Regions from separate parts of the Mus musculus genome. Here regions 1, 3 and 4 are each linked to region 2. Evidence: chromatin contacts called from public Hi-C and promoter capture Hi-C data. All regions are on one chromosome and are shown on one strand. The core of a region is the stretch at or near the end of the contact, and the rest is flanking DNA. Distances in the headings are between cores, read along the strand shown. Region 1 holds the start of Adad1 (adenosine deaminase domain containing 1 (testis specific)). Region 2 holds the start of 4932438A13Rik (RIKEN cDNA 4932438A13 gene). Region 3 overlaps Trpc3 (transient receptor potential cation channel, subfamily C, member 3). Region 4 holds the start of Trpc3 (transient receptor potential cation channel, subfamily C, member 3).

Region 1 (2,700 bases), core at 59-2,558, 200 kb before region 2:
TGGATACACCTACAACCACAACCTGTTACTGTATATGTCTTTTGGCACACTGAGGACACATTATACAGAAATACCATTTGTGATGGAAAAATTAATGGAATTTTAGTGATGTCTCAGAGATAAGTCATTTTTACAGATGAGGTCACTAAGGTCTAGAGTGGCAATGATATAGAACTGGTTTTGTTGAGACTACGATCTAGTTTTGTGTACCAGTCTGTTATAATGCCTATCCCACTGAGCTGTCTGATCCCAATTCAATCTAAGTATCACAGTATGTTTACTACTTCTTTATGTGAAGTAATATGTAGAATACAAAGTGCTTGCAAGTCTAGAACTTTCCCTGACACCCCATAGTGGGGGCAGGCTAAGTTATATTTCAAGTAATTCAACAGTGAAGGCAGGCAGGAACAAATAAAGGATCTGCGAAGTTAAAGACTTCTACAGGCCTCCTACTGTAATATGTCACAGTTACTAACTCCAAATGGCACACGGCCACAGAGATGAGAGACAACATACACCCACACCCACATCACTTAGCAGTTACTATCAATCCCATAATCTTTGTGTATCTAGGTACTTCTACAAATAAAAAGAAAGTTGTACCTGTCACTTGCGTAACCTTGGATGCCATATTCGACAGACTACAACTTTCAGAGGAATATCCAGTGGGCAAAGTTACTGTCTGAGCTGATGGCTGAACTGGCAAATTCTTTTTCAGCATCTGAGCAAAGCTGGGAACCCTGGAACTCTGAAACCAGTCATTGTTTCCAGAAGTTTTCTCTCCTGTTTAGGATGAAATTGACAGAAAATGAAAATCCTGGAAGAGGAACTCCCCAACACTTTTAGTTTGACCTAAGTTTTTCCCTCACACACATGCTCCCATGGCTACAAACAATCCCTCTTTAATTAACCTCAAAGCTGTGTTGTGTTTTAACAATTAACTTTTCCAAACTGTCCCCTAAACTCAACTATAAACGGTAATAGGAGCAGCTGAAGGGTCAGTGGAAAGCCACCACCGCCACCACTAACAGTGAATCAGAGCTGAGGGGCCTCATTAGCAAGGTCTAGAAAGCCGAGAACAAGAGGGGACAGAACCAAACCGACGGCCTCCCGGCCAGCGCACCCCCGACGCTGTCCTTCGCGCCCTCCCCGCCCAGGCTCGCCGGCAGGTGAGCTGCCAGAGGCAGGCCGAGCCGAGGGCCCGGGACCGGGGCTCGTCGGCTGCCGCCCGCGGTCGCCATTGCTGCGCTGCCACCGTCGACCTCTCGCCTCAGACCTCTGCGGGCCACGCGGTCAGTCGCGTCTTTCAAAAGGGCCCCTCGAGCTGACCCTGAGGAGCGGGGCCGACGCCCCCGTGGGCGCCCCTCGTCCAATCAGCAAGGACCTTCGCTCTGGCTCCGCCCCCGCGCCCTATGCGCGTGGGCTGCGTGTGTAGCTGGGCCTGGGTCACGGTGAATGGGGCGCAGGTTCCAGGCCTCATCTCTATGGACCCCGTTCTTCCGGCCTTGTCAGGTTGCATTCTTTTTGTAGAAGACAAAGTCCCAAGGTTCAGCCTCTCTGTCCCTGCCCCTCTCACCTCCTCATGTGGCTGCTTGTCCTCGCCCGACTTAGGGACACACTCAGCCACACACAGAGCGCTACAAAGCCGCTTATTCCCAACTCAGTCGTCCACACTTAGGACAACCTAGAGCGGTCACAGAGTACTACATGGCTCCATAGCCCCACTTCAGTTGTCTGCACACAGGGTGTCCCCAGTCGTCCCAGAGCAGCACATGGTTGCTTACCCCTGTGTCAGTTGTCTACACCGAGTGTGTAGCCTTCATAAAACACCAGGTGTCTTCGTGTCTTCTTAACCCCACTCAGTGTCTCTACCAAGGGGCGTCTTCCCCAGGGTCCTTGGAGACAGCCGGGGAAAGCTGAGGCTTGTTTCAAGGATACCCTTTACCCTTCTCCAGGTAAGATCTGAGAAAGGGCCCAGGGGTTAGGCCTCTGACAAGCAGAAGATCCCCTAGTGCAGCCCAAAAGAACAATCAGGAAGCCAGACGTGAGGCTGAAAGCAAATGGCCCTAATATCTGGGTGACTGATCTCCCTATGTCCCCTTTTAAGATGTTTCTCATACAGGTCAAAAGAGGACCTAACCAAGGTATTAACTAAAAGGTAGTTGAAAATAGTTTAAATAGTGAATTATCAAGTGTTGTGATGCAATCAAAGAGGCATCCAAAGGATTGTGTTTTGTTAGCACAAGATTGTGATGACATCGACCCTTTGATATGGGCAGATGTTCTTAAAGCCATTTTAAAAAGAGAAAAGGCCAATAGAACCGATGCCTATTTACCTAGTATAGCAAGAAATAACATTCATCCACAGCACACAGTGAAACTGAAGGCAAAAACGATCTCATTCTTGTAAGTAGGTAGCGTTTGCAGTAACTATTTTTCTTTAGTTATTATCAACATGTCTTGACTAAATTGTTTCATCAAAAGCCCATTAACAACTAATGATCCGGAAATTTTTGTTGCTTGTTGCAGATAGCCCTGGGGCTAATTATATTTGATGTTAATTCCGTTCTCCTCCTGAGGGGTTACAAACAAGCAGTGAGTCAGTGCTCTGGTGATTTCCTGTAAACCTTCTTCCCACCTTAATTTATAAAATAAAGGCTAGAGCCGGTGATTGGGCTGAAAAGAGGGGAAGGTGGAGCT
Region 2 (2,700 bases), core at 63-2,562:
GGTCCTTCTGCAGCGCTTCATCTTAACAAGTCTGAAAAGACCAGCATATCAATCAATTAGAAAAGGTATCCTAACTTTGTTGGTAGAGCAACCGTTTCAAACTAAATTATTTAAACACACCAGGAAACTCTTCAGTATTTGGTCCAATGTTACATTCCTACACCTCAAATAAGACTAAAATAATTTAAGAACCACTTTATATGTAAAAGAAACATAGGAGTCCACGAGGTAGGAGTCAGGATGCTAATGGTGACGTTCTACCTGCGAGGCACACTTAAAAGTGCAGCCTTGAAAGAATGTTTCTACTGACACCGAGTCTGCTGGAAAGAACTGTGCCTTCATTTCCTCTCTACTCTGGGCACCTGGCACATTTTATCACAGGGCACTTGCCTTGCAAACTTTTAAGGCATTTGAGTAATGGGGGGGGGGTGGCATGCTAACTGAGGGGCCATAAAGTGAGAAAGTCAGGTTTGAAACAGTTCTGTTCCAAGGTTCTCAGCTACAAAGTGGGGAAAGGCTTCACCTTTTTGTTACAAACTGTATGAGCGCATATTAAAATAGCACATAGCAGTCATTGCTAAGTCAAATATTCTGACTAACTCATCCACTTTTATACTTGTCAGATTAAATCTGCTTCGTTGTCATGCACGGGATGAAAGCAGCAACGCGAAACCACCTGAAACCTACTTTCTCCGTTCCAGAACCCATGACTGCTCAGAGGAAATTTACAAGAATTCGTCCCCTTTACCGGACATCCCACTGTCAACACCACAACCGATGGGGCGAGGAAGGAAGAAATCTAATATTCCCCGGATGGAAGATAACCCTTGTGGACCTTCCTCTGGCAGGAGAGGTGTCCACTCAGGTATGCCCTACCAGACGAGGGCCGAGCCAACCCGGGGCGCTCGGCCCTGCCCACCCCGCCAGGTCCGCGCGCCCGCCCCCCCCGCCCGCAACCCCAGCACCCGGCTGTCAGGGCCTGCTAGGCCTCCACCTTAACCTCCGACCTCCGACCTCCGACCCCCAGGCCCGCGCCACAGCCGCGACCCCGCAAACCTTCCAGACTCACCCGGAAAGGCGCTGCCCACCTCGCCACCTCCCAGCCCTCACCGCGCGCAGCCTCTCGAGCTCCTCTCACTTGACAGCACAACAGCCCCGAGTCGGGACCTCCGCTGATGCTTACACCCTCAGCCTGTAGCACGTCCAGCTCGGCCCGCCGCCTCGGACACCCATGGGGCGGAGGAGTAGAGCCGAGGCAGGAGTGGAGGCCAGCGGCACCGCAGCTGCGTCAACTGGCAGCGTATCACGTCAAGGCGCCAGCGCCTCCGTGTACGCCACTCTGGCCCCGCCCAAGAACCGAGTTAGCCCCGCCCCTCACTGGCACCAGGCCCGAACGGAGAAGCGCCGCTTGGGCCGGGGGCGGGGCCGGGGCGGGGCGGGCCGGGGCGGAGGCGGGGCCTTGGAAGGCCGGGGCAGAGGACAGGGCTTAGGCCCTAGGGATGAGATCTAGGTCAATGGGGCAAAGCCTGAGCTTCAGGACCAAACTAAAGACTAAAGTTGGAACCTGTGCCTAGAGGCGAATCCTGTTTTTACAAGAGAACAGGCCTGAGCAGAGGGGCGGGGCCATGTCCACAGGGCGTAGCCTAGTCTGAGAGACACAGGTCACTACTGATTTGAAAACTACCTTGTTCCAGATTCCAATTGTGGCGTGGGGGTTGTAAACATCGTCCTGATAATGTAGACAGTATAATCAACGTAGGAAAAGGAAGCCAGAAAAAGGAGAGTCTGCTAGCTATGGCATGCATCTCACAGAAGATGCATTTGATGTATGAAACACTGACCTAGGAAATTAACCAAATATTTTAATTTTTCACAAATTAAAACCTAAGGCTCAGGAAGTTGAAGTACTTTGTCAGTTTAGAGATCTAGGATTTGAGCCCCAGCGCCACAGCTTCCAGTACATTCTCTACACTACCTGTCAATATCTAAGCCTCTGGTTCTAAGAGTTCAGGTCACTCAACATTTCCACTTGGGGGTGGGAGCATCCACTTTTAAACAGATGTGAAGCCAGATATAATAAATAAATAAATAAAGTCTTAGCAAGAGTTCTTTGAACTAGAAGTGACTGAGATATGATTCAGTTTCCCCAAAACAAAACAAAACTGAAACTAAATTGCTCCAGAGATAAGAAGATCTTAGGATAGCAAGAAGAGAAGTATAATTCACAGCAGACTTCCTCTACAGTGAGTGAGGAATTGGAGAATCTGAACACTTACTTGTCTCCTTTCTTCTTATCCCCTGAGGAAGAGCCACCCTGAGCTACAGGTGTAAAAGAGATGACATCTTCAAGATGAGTTATTCATCGTAGAGCTTTTCTATTCCAAGGGCCTCTAACCCTGGGAAGATGATTAAGCAAAGAGTTCAGGGTGGCTCAGGAAATTTACATAGCAACACTTCCTGGCTCTTGAACCTTCCCCCTACTTTGACTTTTCACCAGCATGTGAAAAATGCAGATGGTGTCAGAAAAAGAAAAAGAAAAAAAAACTGCCTCCAGCAAATACAATGTGAACTTCTCTAGCTGGACATAGCTAAAGTATGCATAGCATCCCAGCACATTGGAAAAGCCTGGGTTTGAGACCAATAGAGAAACTTCTGGACCAGCCTGAGCTACATCAAAAAGAAAAAAAAAAAAAAGAATTT
Region 3 (2,700 bases), core at 193-2,692, 220 kb after region 2:
AGAGACAAATGGCTCCCCTCAGACCCTCAGATCATATCTGAAGGGCTCTATGCCATAGCTGTGGTGCTCAGCTTCTCCCGGATTGCGTACATCCTCCCTGCAAACGAGAGCTTTGGGCCCTTGCAGATCTCTCTTGGAAGGACTGTGAAGGACATATTCAAGTTCATGGTTCTCTTCATTATGGTGTTCCTGGCTTTCATGATTGGCATGTTCATACTTTATTCTTACTACCTTGGGGCCAAAGTAAATCCTGCTTTTACCACGTAAGTAAGACATCATGCTACAAAGGTATAAAAAGAACTTCTAATGGGTCCAGCAAATGAGAAATGTCAGCTGTCATAACGATGCCATTCTCAAGAGCAGAAAAACAGCCCATGAAATCAGTGTCTCTGGCTGGTCATGCGGGTCATTAGTCCACTCTTGGAGTTTAGTGAGGGTGATCAGGATTTGGAAAAATACTGGACCAAAAGAGCTATTTTAAGAAAATTAGATAGCAAATGTCTAATAATGGACATCTCTTACATTATGTAAATGCTAGATTTAGAGCCATCATTCTGAAGTCTGTTTTCATCAGGAGTGAGTACAGGGGTTGAAGAGCAGGACAGCTCCTGAAAAGACAATGCCAACCCCAGCCCTCCAGGAAGAGTCACCTCCTCCTGGAAGCCTTTCTTGATTACCCAACAGTCACTATCACTCTTAGTTCCCTGCTGCCATGGAACTACCCCAGCTGTGAGATCATCCTTCTTGCCCCTGGGTGGCTGGTTGTCATGGGGGTGGGGCTCTCCCTGTGAGTAAGAGTATCACCAATCTCACCACCTACCTTTGCTCCCGCACTGCCACATCTGCAAGCCAGCAGCACAGTAAGTTCCCTGTAGGTAAAGTACAGAAGCTCGTCCTTGGAAACCTCTGAATTGTCCTAAAGTAATTCCTAAATAGTTATTGTCGAGCAGGTCTTAAGGGTAAAGGAGCCCAGAGGTTCATTTTATTGTAATAAATGACGACAACAACAACAACAACAAAAATCCCGTGACTCCATTGGAGGATGGACAGGACCCTGCACAGGGTCCCTGTTCCCTTCCTCACAGCAGTTCATATGATACGTTACTTGTTTCTTTTTCTTTCTTTCTTTCTTTCTTTTTTTTTTTTTTTTTTTTTTTTGAAGGGAGACCTGGTAACACAATATAGTAGAAAAGAGTATTGCTGGAAAGTCTGGCAGGCCAGGGTTTTAACACAGTTCTGCTATTTTCTAACTGCGCCCTTTGGTTAAACTCCTGAACATTTTTCCGTGTCATTTTTCTCATTTTTAAAATAAGCGTGATAGATTTTAAATAAGGTCGTCGTGAGGATTGCATAAGGCTTGTTACATAAAGCCTCTTGCCCACAGTAGGAGCTGCGGCGTCCTTTCCATTGCAGCGCCCTCGTCTCCCACACACGCGGCTGGCCCACAGCTGCTGCAAGGGAGTTTGCGCAGGCACGGGAGAAAGGGGCAGGGTGACTCTGTGACAGATAGGTGGAGTAAATGCAGAAATAGAGGCTAGAGTGATCAGTCTCCTGCCTCCTCCTGTAATTTCATACTCTGAGGTTTTGTGACAAAGGGAATCCCCCCCCCTTCTATCCCCAGGAACTAACTTTTCTAGAACATACTAGCTGTTCCAGTGTTACTGGCTGAGTGGTTACATGAATAAATAAATAAACTAGCATTTAAACCTGGCAGGTCTAAAGGCTTCATTATTGTTTAGAATTTGTTAAAAAAAATATTTTGAAATACTATTTTCATAAATCATTTTCTTGGGGGAAAATAAAAAGACTATTTTCCACCTGTGAACTTGGGTGGCGACTATTGAAGGTTCTTTATTCTGTTCACAGATGTGAGGTTGTGTGACAAAATGGGCTTAATGCCCTCAGATAAAAGTTGTACGAGGGATGGAACCCGATGCTTAGTCTGGCACGTGCTGTAAGGACTGGGGGCTCCTGTTCCGTTGCCTCCCACCCCGTGTCTCTTGGGCTGAGCATCGTTTCCATGAAGGAGATGCAGCTGGGTTTCAGAATCTGTACCCCACGTGCAACCAACCATGGATCAGATATTCTTTTGAGAAATAGCGTGTGTGTTGAGCATGTACACCCTTTTCTTGCCACGGTTCCCCAAATACCATAGTATCATAAGTATTTGCACAACTTTGTATTACATTATTAACCAAGAGAGAGGGTTTAAATACTACAGGAAGTGATACACTGCTAACCTGGAAATACAGCATCATTTCCTCGGGGTTCTCTTGCACGTCCTCAGACGTTGGTGCCCACGAGGACCTTGGGAGCTAATCCCACACAGATAACATGGCTGAGTGTGGATTCTTGTGACCAGAATTCAGGCATCAGGGCTGGGTGTTTAGAGTGAAAAGCCTTCCCTTCACACCCTAACCCTCAGTCTATGAGCTGAATTTCATTTTCGGAAACCATGGTTTCTTTTGAATACTTTTGGAGATTTTTTTCCCCAAAAGAAGAATATAAATATCCAGATAGCCCTCTCTTTTGTGTTTAGATGACTCAGTATTTCACAGATGCTACATTTGATTTTTTTTACTTAATGTATCCTAGCTATCCCTTATACTATAACTGTATGAAGATAAATCTGCCTCGTTATCCCCAGTGGCTGCACCGCATTCCACCATTGGGATACACCAAAACTCTTTGGCCTGGTTT
Region 4 (2,700 bases), core at 109-2,608, 170 kb after region 2:
GGAATCAAAGGGGATCTGGTAACTCGGTTGTGGAAATTAACACTTTCCTATGAAGTAGCACATGAAGCAATTTCCAAACGTTCCCATCTTCCCGAAGCAGGGATCAAAAAACGCCAGTGCTTCCTTGAACCTTTGCTTGCATACTGCCAGTGCAAGGGATCCACAGCACTTTATGTGCGTTTGAAGAGCTACGCGAAAGGGAGCCACAGTTCCGTACTTTTGTGTCTTGAGTTCGGAGAGAACCATTTCTCCATGAAGCACAGTAGCCACTAAATAATGCTAGCAGTGAACTAACCTCCCTTGTCTTAACCGAGCTCAGCTGGTATTTCTGTGATTTTCCCAGTATGCCTTTGCGAAGGCATCTGCCTGACTGACGTAACAGAAAGTCTTGAATACTGTTTGGGTCTGAGTGGAGTTACACCTCGGTTCTCTGCTCCCTAAAATTCTCATTGATCATACTCTGTAACCCTTCATCCCCGAAATTTGAGTGACCTTGAATTTCAAAGTGCATTCCCTTAAGTTTTAAAAATAATGGAGGAGGGGCAAGTTCCATTCCCTGCACCCTCTTTAAAACCTTCTGTGTTGGCACAAGCTGGGGAGGTAGAGATAGACAGATTTGTGGCTTGCTGGCCCACAACCTAGTCTAGTCTAATCCAGGAACCCCTAGGTTCCAGAAAAAGCTTCTGTCTCAAAAAAATAAAAACAAAACAAACAAACAAAAACCAAGGTGGATGACCTAAGGAAGACTAGCAGAGTTTGACCTCTGGTCTCTCACACCCCAGCACACATATGTGCACCTGCTGCTGTAATTTATGGAGGCCGAAACGGAAGAATTGCTGTGAGGTGTGGACCAGCCTGTGCCAGATGCTGACTTCCATGCCATCCTGGGCCACAGAATAAGACCTTGTCTCAAAAACAAACAAACAAAAAACGAACAATTTTCTCCCTTGAAAAACGCTTCTTGAAAAGTACAGAACTCGAGTTAGCATCCCACACGTTTAGAAATTGACTGGCTGTGAGGCACAGGGACCCAGGAACCGCACTTAAACCCCTGTGGATTCTGCTAAGCCTGACAATGGGAAACTAGCAATGCTTTGCTTTGAAAAATCTAGATAGCTGAGCGTGCATTAAAAAAACCTAACAGGTCGAGTATTCCATTTCCTTTCCTAGGACACTTGTGTCTACAGATGCATGAGGGTTCTGGGTCTCTGGTAAAAAAGGAGGGTGGAGGGAAGTTTCTGCTGTTTCTCAGCTCCCCACCTGCTGGTTTGTCTGATTCCTGCACAGCGCTGTCTGCGAGGGACTGGTCTCCCCTCCTCCCATCCCTCCTTCCTCCCCCCTCCTCCCTCTCCTCGCAGGGAAACCGCGCCGTCTCGCCGCGATGCTGTCGGGCCGGCAGACCGCGCACAGCCGGCAGCGCGGCCGCGGACCCCAAGCTCCGCTGCAGGTCGCGCGCTCCGCCCGGGCGTCCCCAGCTCCGCGGGCCCGGTGCTTGACCCGGGGCAGCTGGGCTGCTGACTGCGGGCGGCAGGGAGCTTGGCCGCTATGTCCACCAAGGTCAAGAAGTGCCGGGAGCCCGCGAGGGTGACCTTGCCCGCTCCGGAGGAGGAGGAGGATGGCGAGGCCGAGGGAGGCGAGTCGCAGCGCCGCCGCCGGGGCTGGAGGGGCGTCAACGGCGGGCTGGAGCCGCCCTGCCCGCGCGCGCCGCCGTCCCCGGGGCCCGACGCGTGAGTACCCGAGCGCGGCCGAGCGGGGCGGGTGGGACCAGGCTCGGGATCCGGACTGGTTAAGCGCGGCGCTAAGCGGGGCCGGGCCAGGCTCACGTGCATGCATGCACTGCCCGTGGACCATCACCGACGGCGGGGCTCGGGGAGAGAGAACGAGGCCACCTGGGCTAGGATTTGGGACTCGAACCCGGAGCTACCCGGAGGTCCTGGACCGTTTTGTGTGCACAGGACCTGCGGCTGGTCCCCCTATGCCTCTCCAGCTCGCCGTGGAGGCTGGAGGACGGGGCTCAGCGGGGCACAGTGCTGTGCGGGGTGCACTGAGTGAGATGAAAGCTTCCCTGTAGGTGTGCGTGCTCACACCCAAACCCGAGGGCAGTGGCTCTGACAGTCAGTCTCTTAGGGCCAACTTGGACGATGGGTCCCAGAAGGCTCAGGGCCGGTGACTCTTCCCCCTTCCCTCCAGTTCTGACTTTTTCCTTCTCCACGTCTCTGTTGTTTCTCTTTTCCTCTGCAAAAGTAGCAGTTAGCAACCAAATGATTGAGAAAAGAACCTGTTCATTCGAACAATACAGCGCCGGGCCAGCTTCCAGAGGCAAAGATGCTGAGGGCACTGCTCTACTTCCCTCGGCGATGCGCTGCGCGTGCGGGAAGAGTGTCCTGAGAGGAAGGGGTTGGGACGTGGGGACCCATTTCGGTCGTGGCTCCTCCGGGCCAGTGGGCTTGTGGCTTTCCTGTCGGGGGGACGGGCTCTGCAGCGCCGCCTGCTGCCCAAAGTCTGTCTGCTGCAGGATCTGTGGCTTGGGGAGGTTGGACCGGTGGAGAACTCAGGCCAGGCCAGACTGGACTTAATAGGCTGGCAGGGAACATAAACAGCAATCATTCCGGAAGGGTCCTGATTTAAAATCTGCTACGCACCCGGGAGGAAGTCAGAGACTGTGAATGGACATGGAAATGGCCCCGGAAATGGAGAGAA

Evidence for each region. Promoter capture Hi-C pulls out the DNA fragments that hold promoters and counts their contacts. A called contact is a pair of places that touch in the nucleus more often than the background predicts.
Region 1: a contact with region 2 is called in a promoter capture Hi-C map of embryonic stem cells. The contact joins the promoter of Adad1 here to the promoter of 4932438A13Rik in region 2. A contact is called at or near these places in 8 of 39 promoter capture datasets (the C10 cell line, the HPC-7 cell line, embryonic stem cells and 3 more), 1 of 484 Hi-C or Micro-C datasets (embryonic stem cells), 1 of 115 datasets of contacts at active chromatin or transcription factors (acute myeloid leukemia) and 2 of 9 other capture datasets (adipose tissue and liver).
Region 3: a Hi-C map of cerebral cortex shows a contact between it and region 2, with 2.4 times the contacts expected there. The contact joins the enhancer-like site here to the promoter of 4932438A13Rik in region 2. A contact is called at or near these places in 3 of 39 promoter capture datasets (cranial neural crest, hippocampal neurons and stem cell-derived epiblast-like cells), 6 of 484 Hi-C or Micro-C datasets (cerebral cortex and cortical neurons), 2 of 115 datasets of contacts at active chromatin or transcription factors (embryonic forebrain and stem cell-derived neural progenitor cells) and 2 of 9 other capture datasets (adipose tissue and liver).
Region 4: a contact with region 2 is called in a Hi-C map of nephron progenitors, with 2.8 times the contacts expected there. The contact joins the promoter of Trpc3 here to the promoter of 4932438A13Rik in region 2. A contact is called at or near these places in 2 of 39 promoter capture datasets (cranial neural crest and hippocampal neurons), 9 of 484 Hi-C or Micro-C datasets (Sertoli cells, cerebral cortex, cortical neurons and 5 more), 3 of 115 datasets of contacts at active chromatin or transcription factors (astrocytes, cardiomyocytes and forebrain) and 2 of 9 other capture datasets (adipose tissue and liver).

Annotation. Positions count from the first base shown.
Region 1 is chr3:37,062,264-37,064,963 of GRCm38.p6, reverse strand. It overlaps Adad1 (adenosine deaminase domain containing 1 (testis specific)), which reads right to left and starts at 1,308. Exons shown (of 12, transcript NM_009350.3): 1 at 1,124-1,308; 2 at 604-783. The coding sequence starts at 1,241.
Region 2 is chr3:36,861,718-36,864,417 of GRCm38.p6, reverse strand. It overlaps 4932438A13Rik (RIKEN cDNA 4932438A13 gene), which reads right to left and starts at 1,312. Exons shown (of 86, transcript NM_172679.2): 1 at 1,070-1,312; 2 at 1-31.
Region 3 is chr3:36,641,648-36,644,347 of GRCm38.p6, reverse strand. Trpc3 (transient receptor potential cation channel, subfamily C, member 3) reads left to right here. Exons shown (of 12, transcript NM_019510.2): 7 at 1-263. Among named protein-coding and RNA genes, the nearest start is that of Gm35856, 12 kb to the left of the region's middle. Within about 2 kb of position 1,442, at least 9 of the 459 cell types and tissues checked have an H3K27ac peak or open chromatin away from gene starts, as enhancers often do. A contact at or near this core is called in cerebral cortex, where this site is marked.
Region 4 is chr3:36,688,825-36,691,524 of GRCm38.p6, reverse strand. Trpc3 (transient receptor potential cation channel, subfamily C, member 3) reads left to right here and starts at 1,358. Exons shown (of 12, transcript NM_019510.2): 1 at 1,358-1,727. The coding sequence starts at 1,546.